2 separate regions of the Podarcis muralis genome follow, and region 2 is linked to region 1. The links are chromatin contacts, called in public Hi-C maps. All regions are on one chromosome and are shown on one strand. The core of a region is the stretch at or near the end of the contact, and the rest is flanking DNA. Distances in the headings are between cores, read along the strand shown.

Region 1 (5,340 bases), core at 357-2,856:
CCACGCCTGCTAAAAACATTCCTGTTTAGACAAGCCTACCCAGATGTTTGGAAAGCTGAGGTAATTTTAATCTGTTTGAGTATTTTAACTTTTGCATGTTTTTAAAGTAGGGTATTCCCCCCCTTGATTTCATCTTTTGCAAACCGCTTTGATCCCCCCCCCTTGTTTACAGCCAAGAGGTGTATAAATTTTATGAAACAAAAAACCAACAAAAAACAAGCCCACCCAGAAGCCTCCCGGTAGATCCCGATCCACCTTCTGCCAACATCTGCTATGCAATATACACTGTGGCACAGTACTACGCCCGAATGAGAAAAAAACGATTCTGGCTACCCCGCAGTACACTTTCGATGAGATCTACTTCCCAGGATGGGCAGTTTGGGAAATGCAGCAGCAGCATAGCTGTCAACCTTTCCAGCTGCTATCCCGGATTGTTAGTTATCCCGTAGACTGTCCCCGGGACAGGTGAGGCTACTGATCCCTTATTTTCTAGGCTGTTGATCCCTTATTTTCAAATCTGAAAGTTGACAGCTATGAGCAGCAGGTTGCTTCGCTACGAGGGAATTTAACAACGCGTGAAATGTCATAGTTTCCTCCCACCCGCAGCCGCCCAGGCCGCCCCCGCACCGCACAACACTCCCTCGACTTACCAGCGGCCCGGATTACTTGCGAGTAGTTTCCCTTGTCGCCCCTCTCACTCCCTCGCCATCTCTCACTCGTCCGCCTTCTCTAATCAACTTCCGCTCTATTGACTTCCGCATATAGAGGCATATCTAATAGACTGGCGCACAGAGGTTAACTTCCGGATTGCTTTCGAACTCCACGACCTTCCCACGACGCGAGAGCCCCCCTAACAAAACCAGTTGGGAAGCCCCGGGTTTTAGTGTACCGTTGATTTGAGTGACATCCCTCTCCCCTGCCTATAATATAGTATAGTATAGTATAGTATAATATAATATAATATAATATAATATAATATAATATAATATAATATAATAATATAATATAATATAATATAATATAATATAATATAATATAATATAATATAATATAATATAATATAATATAATATAAATGTATTAGCAAAGAGTTTGTTCTCTTTTCTAACTCAAGACTTATTTCCTTGGCAGAAAGGCAACAATAAACTTCAATCCCATTTGCAAAGCTAAGCAGTGTCCAGTACGGTTTCAAATTAGATGGGGCACCGCATGTTGAGATGCCTGCATTGCAGAGGGTTGGACTAGATGACCCTAAGGACCCCCCTTCCAGCTATATGATTCTATTCCACATTTCTCTACCCCCCTCCCCTCATGGGCAGCTGTCACTTGGTATAGGAAGGTGAAGCGGGAGCGGGAGCTTCAAAAAGAATTTATGAGGCATGACCGCGAGAGAAGTGCGCATTTGTTTACTCTGCAATTTCCTATCTCTACGCTTCGGTGCAACTTCACAGCGATGACGTCCGCTTATGTTGCGCTCCGTATTTCAGTGGGGAGTAATAGCCTGGCTCTATCTACCGTCGAGGCCTAGAGCGGCGCTTACTCTGAGCCAATCGTGAGTCACCGCCGATGGCGGTTTCCCCCTTTCAACGGAAGTTTATTTTCACCCCCGCGTCCTATGCGCGCGCCGGGAAAGAGGCGTGGCTTCGGTTGCTAAGAAGCGGTTTTGGTTGGCGAGCGGGCAGAGCTGGACCGTTTTGTTGTTGGAGGGAGCTGGTGCTGCTTGGGCTGAGGCAGAGGAGCGTGAAGGGCAGGCGAGGACGGTACCATGGTGAGTTCCGGGGTGGGGGGGTTGGAATGATGCATTAGCTAGTCGCCGTGTGTGTGTGTGTGTGTGTGTGTGTGTGTGTGTGTGTGTGTGTATATAATGCTTCTGCAGTGACTCCCATTGAGGGATGGTATGTTAGCGAAGAAATGGTGCTTAATAGCTCCTCAGTGGGGGTGATTTTTTTTGGGGGGGGGATGTGTTGTGACGTCACTGATTACATTTATTTACATCCTGCCTTTCTTCTGAGAAGCTCAAGGCAGTGGCCGCTGTTATTCTTCTCCCTCATTTTATCCTCACAGCAACCCTGTGAGGTAGGCTAGGCTGGGGATGAGTGACAGGCCCAACGCCACCCAGGAAAGCCCATGGCTGAGTGGTGGTGTAATAATAATAATAATAATAATTTAATAATACCCCTCCCATCTGGCTGGGTTTCCAGAATCTGGCAGCTTCCAACAGAACACTAAAATACAATAAACATTAAAAGCTTCCCTAAACAGGGCTGCCTTCTAAAAGTTTGGTAGTTATTTTTCTCTTTGACATCTGATGGGAGGGCGTTCCACAGGGCGGGTGCCACCACCGAGAAGGCCCTCTGCCTGGTTCCCTGTAACTTGGCTTCTTGTAGTGAGGAAATCGCCAGAAGGCCCTCGGCGCTGGACCTCAGTGTCCGGGCAGAACGATGGAGGTGGAGACGCTCCTTCAAGTATTCAGAACTTCAAGTGTTTAGAGCTTGGCCCTTCTTGTTCCTAGCCTAACAGTTTAACCACTGTACCATGGGGGGGGGGGGGGAGGATTTTGTGGTCCTCCATGTGGTGTTGGACTCCCAACTCTCGTTAGTCCCAGCCTGTGTGGTCATGGGTTATGGGGATTGTGTAGCCCAGCAATGTCTGAATGGCCACAAGTTCTTCATCTTTGCATTACACCATACTGGCTCTCCTGATAGGTTACCTTCTTCCAAAATCTGGAGAGAGAGAATTATCAGTTTGGAAGAAATGTGACAGCCAACAGTTTGAGCAAGAGGAGGCCAAAGTAGAGAGCAGCCCGTGTATATATTAGTCTTTGGGGATTTACTGAATGAATGCAGATTTGCTTCTACTGTGCTCTGCCTGTTTTTGTATATAAAGATACAAGGATACTATAATATTACGAATGTAATAAAACAAAGACAAAGGGAAAAGACTTAAGGGATATGTGTGCTTCAACACTGAAGAGGACAAACTTCAAGAGAGAAGCCCCAGCAACAGATGATTAGATCTAAACTATGCCAGCCTATGGACATCAAAGGGGCTTGCTGTAACTGCTGATCAGTGGATACAGCAATTCCCTTTTATTCGGTCATAATTTATTTATATGCTGCTTCTTCTACACAAAAAATCATGCTCAAAGCAGTTTACAACAAAGGAAACAGTAACATTTCTCAAAATCAACAATCACAAGAACAATGCCATAGTAGCATAATAAAACAACAACATAATAGCAAGTGTAACAACATAAAAAAAAATTCAGTGCAATAAGTATAGTAAGATTACATTAACAACGTTAATCTTGCCGGCAATAGCAAAACAAGGGAGTTTGAGTTTTACCTTGGTCCTAGAAACACCTCTTTCATCATGTTGCTCACCTTTGAAGTTGTCTCCTATATCATAATGATGTCAGATGATAGACAGGTGGGTGATGGTGCCCAGATGTCAGCGTTGGTCCATGAAGGGTGGAGGAGATAACCCTTGCTGTAAAGAAAAGTGAAACATAGAACAGTGATGTACTTTGCATGACAATCTGATACATAATAGTAGGTGTGCAGACTTTCTGTACCTTTCAGACAGGACCAGGGCCCCATCAATATGAGACACAGATTGGAGGAAACCTGGAACCTATTATTATCTCTTTCTTAGTTCCCTCTTCTTTGAATATATTTAATTCAACACAGATTGGGTCTTTTTGTGTGTCACACCAATCCACCCCCAAAATTTCCCTTCTATTGAAGCTTCTGTGCTGGGTACAGGGGAAAGCTTTGTTTGTGCTGTACAATCCCTGATGAAAATTGGATCATCTGTGCAGGCGAAAATGAGTCATGTGCCATTAGATAATGTCTGTCCACCTGTCAAACTTGGCCCATGGGGTGGATGTGGGAGATTAGGATCCAGTCTGCTGTCCGGATCCACCTCAGTTATATACCAAACTGTTACTTTAAACATTATATATACAGTGTATCCTGAACCAGAGCCAGCCCAAGACATTTTGGCACCTGAGATTGACCCCAAAATGGTTCCAGGGAAGAAGGGTGAGGGAAGATCTACATCAGGAACAAGGTGTGGGAGAAGAAAGATCAGCATTGGGATCTACTGCCCTAATGGCTCCTGCCACCTGAAGTAGTTGCCTCACCTTGCTTCATGGGTTAAATTTTCAGGTTACTGTTGTATATATGCATTGTGGTCTATAAAATTGGTGCTATAAAATGGAAGGTAGGTGGTACAAAACCACTTTCCTATTTACCTGGTTAGATTCCTGGTTAGATGAAACAAAATGTTTGTGTGTGAACCATTGGTGCCTCAAACATACTTATTAAATTTATCGAGATTGTATTGGAGTATATATTGCAACTCTTGTGAGTCTGTTGAAAGAATGAGTGATTTACAATACAGTATTTACTTATTTGTTTATTGTTCTAAAAATAGGCATCACATTTTCATCTAATTGTAGACAACTGTGATTAGATGTGATGAAAATAATTTCTAAAAAATACTTCATACATTTGGTGAATTTCCAAAGTAGGATTATACTGTATTGTATCATAAAAATATCAGTTTTAGAGGATTGTTATCTGGCAAGATGAAAGCTAGCGTCTTTCTTTAGTCTTAGGCCTTTGTCTGCTTTTATTTTTAGCTCAGCTTCTGTGCTTGCGAGTGTGCAATTTAAACTTGCATCATACATAAAATGGATTTATGTAAAAGTGGGCAGTAATTGTTCTTCAAGCTCACTTCCCCCTCAGCTGGCCATCTTCCTAAAAGATGACTTTAAGTGTAACTGATGAGATTGTTTAATGTTCTCAAAATCTCAGGTAGACTTTTCACGATGTAAGCAGCCTCCAGAACGGCCCCTAGTTCAGCAAGAGCAAAATTATGTTTGACTTCAAAGAAGTATGGATAGAAATAAAGGGCTGTATCTACCTTATTTATTGTTGAAGTAAACCATTGAAATGAATGGACCTAAGCAAATCATTAACAGTATTTTTGATAGGTCTATACAGTGGTGCCCCGCAAGACGAAAATAATTCGTTCCGCAAGTTTTGCCGTCTTGCGAATTTTTCGTCTTGCGAATTATTATTTAGACAAAGGAAACAAAGTCGCGAGACGTTTTCGTCTTGCGAAGCAAGCCCATAGGGAAATTCGTCTTGCGAGGCAACTCGAAAACGGAAAAACCTTTCGTCTAGCGAGTTTTTTGTCTTGTGAGGCATTCGTCTTGCGAGGTACCACTGTATTCTGAGTAGGAGTAACAGTGGCAAGTGTTTGTATTTATAGGCTTGGGGAAATTTCTGGTAACTTGTAGTTAGTCACAAAATCTCATGCCCATATCAACCTT
Region 2 (5,043 bases), core at 277-2,776, 270 kb after region 1:
TATTAGTCCAGCATCCCGTTCTCGCAGTGGCCCAGCAGATGCCATGGGAAGCATGCAATTGGGACCCGAGGGCAAGAGCATGCTGCCTCTGATAGGGAGGCAGAGCATAGCCATGATGCAATAGTCTCCTATATTAATCACATATTTGGTCACCCACCCAGACAGTTATCAGATAGAACATGGAATGAACATTGCATAGTATACACTGGTAATACTACTACTTCTAACTGGAATCTGTGTTTCTTTGGAAAGTCACGCAAGCATGTCTCTTTCTTCAGACTTGTAGGCTACTTTACAGTTGAAGATTAGGCAAGATACTTACATCACAGCTTTTACTGGTCTGGTTTGGGTTGTATAACTAGCAAATCTTCGGATGTTCATTTCATTTGTGTCCAAGGTTATACAGGAGTCGAGTGCCATAGTCTGAGATCCAAGCGTTCCTTAAAAAGAGATAAAATATAAGTTTAACTGGCATCAAATAATCAAGAACATCATCATCATCATCATCATCATCATTATTAGAATTAGAACTTATTTCCTTCCCCTCACCCTAATGTCTCAGGGCAGGTACAACAATTTAAAAAACCTCCGTTAATATAAAAACACGCTATTTAAAAGTGTAAAACAACTTTAAAATACAAAAAATAAAGGGGTTCCTTATAGGGCTTTTGTTCCTGCATGTCTGCAAGTGATTCTGATTCCGGTTGGTCTTCTAGCTATTGGATTTACAATACAATAAGGCACAACTGTTACTCATTTAGGGTGGTGATTGAAATCTCTCTCTCCCCCACCCTGAAAACTGCACTTCTACTGCAAGGAAAACATTTCTCGGCTTTTATCAATCCAGGTAGGAACATAGGTGCACAGAAAAAGATTTCAGCATCCATATGGAAATTATCATTAGGAGTCCCCTATTTGGCCAAATCATGAGAAGAGAAGACTCCCTGGAAAAGACCCTGATGTTGGGAAAGATGGAGGGCACAAGGAGAAGGGGACGACAGAGGACGAGATGGTTAGACAGTGTTCTCGAGGCTACCAGCATGAGTTTGACCAAACTGCGGGAGGCAGTGGAAGATAGGAGTGCCTGGCATGCTCTGGTCCATGGGGTCACGAAGACTCGGACACGACTAAATGACTAAACAACAACAACATTTATCATCTGAGAACTACAGTTCTCAGAATTTCCAGTGTGGAGATGGATTGCTAAACTGCTCTGTGAATTTTAGCTCAGAGAGGGAAATAAGGTTATTCAAACAATTCTTAGCACCCTTAACAAACTACGCTTCCCAGGATATGAAAAAAACATACGACTACTATTAATAATATTTTAAACATACCTGTAATAATATATACACTGAAGAGCTCGAAAAAAGCGATGGTCAGAATGGCTGCTGTGTAGACTTTCATGGTTGATCCTTTCCTGAGGTGGTGGGACTACAAGTAACTAAGGGTTCCCCTCAGCAGATTTTTATAGCTCGCTGGACCCTTCCTGGACCCTTCCTGAGCAAGAGGCGTAATGGGGAGGATGAGAGGCGGAAAATCTGAGAACACACTTCAGGTTTGGTTTTTTTCTAGTCAGGTGAAGGGGGGAAAAAACCTTCATCTCTGCTAGCCCCTCATCGACAGCTTTTTCCTGCCACAATGTGGTTACTGCTTTAGCACTTCAAAAGTCAGTTTTATTTTAGGAACAAAAGAAAGTTCTTTCTCTGCAGTGGAAACCAGTAATGTGTCTATGGTTTCATCTTGATGCTGCTCAGAAGAGCCACAAGGCACCACACAAATCAGGGAGAAAATGTGTAGCTCAGAGAAGAGGCTCGTGTGTACCAATGGAGAACCATAACAGGACTTCAAAGATAATCACTCGCTCCATTTCTAATGATCGGGTGTGAGTACTGTTGGCCGTGGGACCAAACCAGCACCACTGTCTCACGCACAAGGAAAGTATTGGCAGGACTGTGGAAACCAAAAGCAGGCCAATGTGGACTGAGTGTGCTCAGTAGCCAGGGAAGGCCAACTTACTGGGGTGGGGAGAAGAAAATCAGGTTGGAGAGGGAATGACATATCCTGGGGGAGGGCAATTGATATTCCGAAGCATCACTGCACTGGTGTGTTTTCACTGTGCCAACCTTACTCAACCCTGCCAGCACCAGCAATGTCAGTAGTGGGAGGTCATGTAAGTGCCAGGACCTTACCCTGCTGACAGTGCTAGCTGCAACCCAACATGGAAACCCTATGCATAATCCTACTAAATCTAGTTGGTTTAATAACAGTATTAGGCTAGCAAGATCTTGTGAGATCTTCCTGAAATCTCACAAGATCTCATGAGCTCTGTAAGATCTTGCAAGAGCTCAGTGAGATCTCACAAGATCTCACCAGAATCTGCCATTGTTGCTGCCAGGCACCTCTGCACAATCCAGGTAAGGGAGGCTTGGGCAGTGGTGAAATTTTCAGCATGTTGTACGCTGAAAGAAAATGATATGAAAATGATGTACCGGTGGTATTTGACTCCTAGTAAGCTTGCAAAAATGTATAAGACAAGTGCAAATATCTGCTGGAAATGTAAGAAAAAGGAAGGCACCTTCTATCATATGTGGTGGACCTGTAAGGTTCTAAAAGCATTCTGGGGAAGCATGAACCACAAAAATCATACATCCACTGTTTCGTTCAGAATATATTATTTATTTTTTTCCTCCTCTAAAAACTAGGTGCGTCTTATGGTCAGGTGTGTCTTATGGAGCAAAAAAGACGGTAATTATGTTCAAGTACCTTAACATCGGTTCAGTCATCACCGGCACTGAATTTGTTTTGTAGGTCAGGCTGAAAGAAAGAGGTAAAGCAGTGCGAAATATATGCAGAAATTAATGGCTTTTGGAAAATGTTTCCATGGGCAGCTGTGCATATTAAAGGGGCTAAACTTCCGAGTAAGAAAGATATCCCTACTTGGGATGCAAACGCTAAAATCTCTAGAGAACAGTATTTATTGGATGCTTTTGGAAGAAAATACCACTGAGGCAAACAAGGGCCTAGATCAAGAGTGGTCAACTTGCAGCCCCCTCCAGATGTTGTTGAACTCCCATCAGCCCTACCAACATAGCCAGTGGCCATTATGGGAGTGTAGTCCAACATGTGGAAGGTCACAGGTTCTCCATCCATGAGATGAATGAAAGGTGAAGATATTGTCAGGGGCTGGGCAGAGGAGGAGGAGTGGTGGAGACCGCCTCCCCATCCCAACCCTTCCAGAGCATAGGAAGAGGAAGACAGTACAGATTTACAACAGCGATTTGCGAGAGTTCATAGCTCAGAGGCAGATAAGGGGAGAAGTGGGGGGGGAGGGGAGGGGAGGGGAGAGGAGAGGAGAGGAGAGGAGAGGAGAGGAGAGGAGAGGAGAGGAGAGGAGAGGAGAAGCAGCAGCTGGCTGACACATTGTCACTAGAAAGCATTCCAGACCCACCATCTCCCAGAACCCGGCGAGCCTTAAAAATAGGAGAGTAAAGAGATCGAAGACAGAGGGCACTTAGTGGCACCCGTAGAGGAGATGATGATGACGACGAATGAGGAAGTGGGAGAGAAGGGGGGTGGAGATTCACTCGGGACAACGCCATTATCCCAGAAGCTGGGTTCTCTAGACTGTCTCTGTAAAGTTTGAAATAAAAAAAGGACTGTAAGAGCCATTTCCTTGTCTTTATACTTTCCTGGGCAACTAACTGGGAGCCGCTGACAGCACCCTGACAGATATGTACACCAGCATACCAAAATTCCAACCTTATGTGCTGTGAGTGACAGGAGTTAAAAAAAGTGAAAGATGAGCTTTGATATTTAAAAAATGTACATTTAATTTCAGATACTCTTATTAGATCTCTTTAAAAATCCATATAATTAAAAAGAACCCTTAATATTACAATTTTTCTGATTTATAATTATAAGATGAAACATCCACATACCCTGTTCTAGGTATCGTTGATGCCTGTTTTCATCAGGCTAATCTACAATATCTATAAACATTTGTTGGGGCAATTTCCAGAAGTAGTTTTATATTTACAATATGAGCAAATTCCAGCAATTCATGGACACTTTGTTGACATCTTGCTTTTCCACCTGATGACATGAAGGATATAATTAGGAGCAAGTGTAATTTCACATCTAGACTGTGTAGCTCTAGAGTCTGCCATGAAATTACATGGAGATGCATTCCCTTAGAGTGCTGAATAGGGGAGCAGGTGGCGCTGTGGTCTAAACCACTGAGCCTCTTGGGCTTGCTGATTGGAAGGTCAGCGGTTTGAATCTGCACAACGGGGTGAGCTTCTGTTGCTCTGTCCCAGCTCCTGCCAACTTAGCAGTTCGAAAGCATACCAATGCAAGTAGATAAATAGGTACCACTGCGGTGGGAAGGTAAAAGCCGTTTCTGTACACTCTGATTTCCGTCACTGTGTTCCATTGCACCAGAAGCGGTTTAGTCTTGCTGGCCACATGACCCAGAAAGCTGTCTGTGAACAAACACTGGTTCCCTTGGCCTGAAAGCGAGATGAGCGCTGCACCCTATAGTCGCTTTTGACTGGACTTAACTCTCTCTCTCTCTCTCTCTCTCTCTCTCTCTGTGTGTGTGTGTGTGTGATTATTATATTATCATGGGATTGGGAGTTAACCTGGTTGTCATCTTTGGTGTCCCCTCCAATCCTGTAGTTTTACACCTGTAGGATGAGATTCTGTAGAAAATGAGACTGCTAAAATGATCAAAACAAACCTCTTTGTTAAGTTAAAAGGTAAAGGTAAAGGTACCCCTGCCCGTACGGGCCAGTCTTGACAGACTCTGGGGTTGCGCGCCCATCTCACTTAAGAGGCCAGGGGCCAGCGCTGTCCGGAGACACTTCTGGGTCACGTGGCCAGCGTGACAAAGCTGCATCTGGCGAGCCAGCACAGCACACGGAAACGCCGTTTACCTTCCCGCTAGTAAGCGGTCCCAATTTATCTACTTGCACCCAGGGGTGCTTTCGAACTGCTAGGTTGGCAGGCACTGGGACCGAAAGACGGGAGCGCACCCCGCTG

The links. Hi-C and Micro-C count contacts between places; a contact is called where the count stands out from the background.
Region 2: a contact with region 1 is called in a Hi-C map of tail, with 7 times the contacts expected there. The contact joins the promoter of LOC114595856 here to the promoter of NME7 in region 1. A contact is called at or near these places in 2 of 3 Hi-C or Micro-C datasets (blood and tail).

What each region holds. Positions count from the first base shown.
Region 1 is chr4:34,112,963-34,118,302 of rPodMur119.hap1.1, forward strand. It overlaps NME7 (NME/NM23 family member 7), which reads left to right and starts at 1,607. Exons shown (of 12, transcript XM_028726613.2): 1 at 1,607-1,767. The coding sequence starts at 1,765. It overlaps BLZF1 (basic leucine zipper nuclear factor 1), which reads right to left and starts at 803. Exons shown (of 8, transcript XM_077927169.1): 1 at 651-803.
Region 2 is chr4:34,384,407-34,389,449 of rPodMur119.hap1.1, forward strand. It overlaps LOC114595856 (lymphotactin-like), which reads right to left and starts at 1,527. Exons shown (of 3, transcript XM_028726618.2): 1 at 1,338-1,527; 2 at 323-440. The coding sequence starts at 1,407.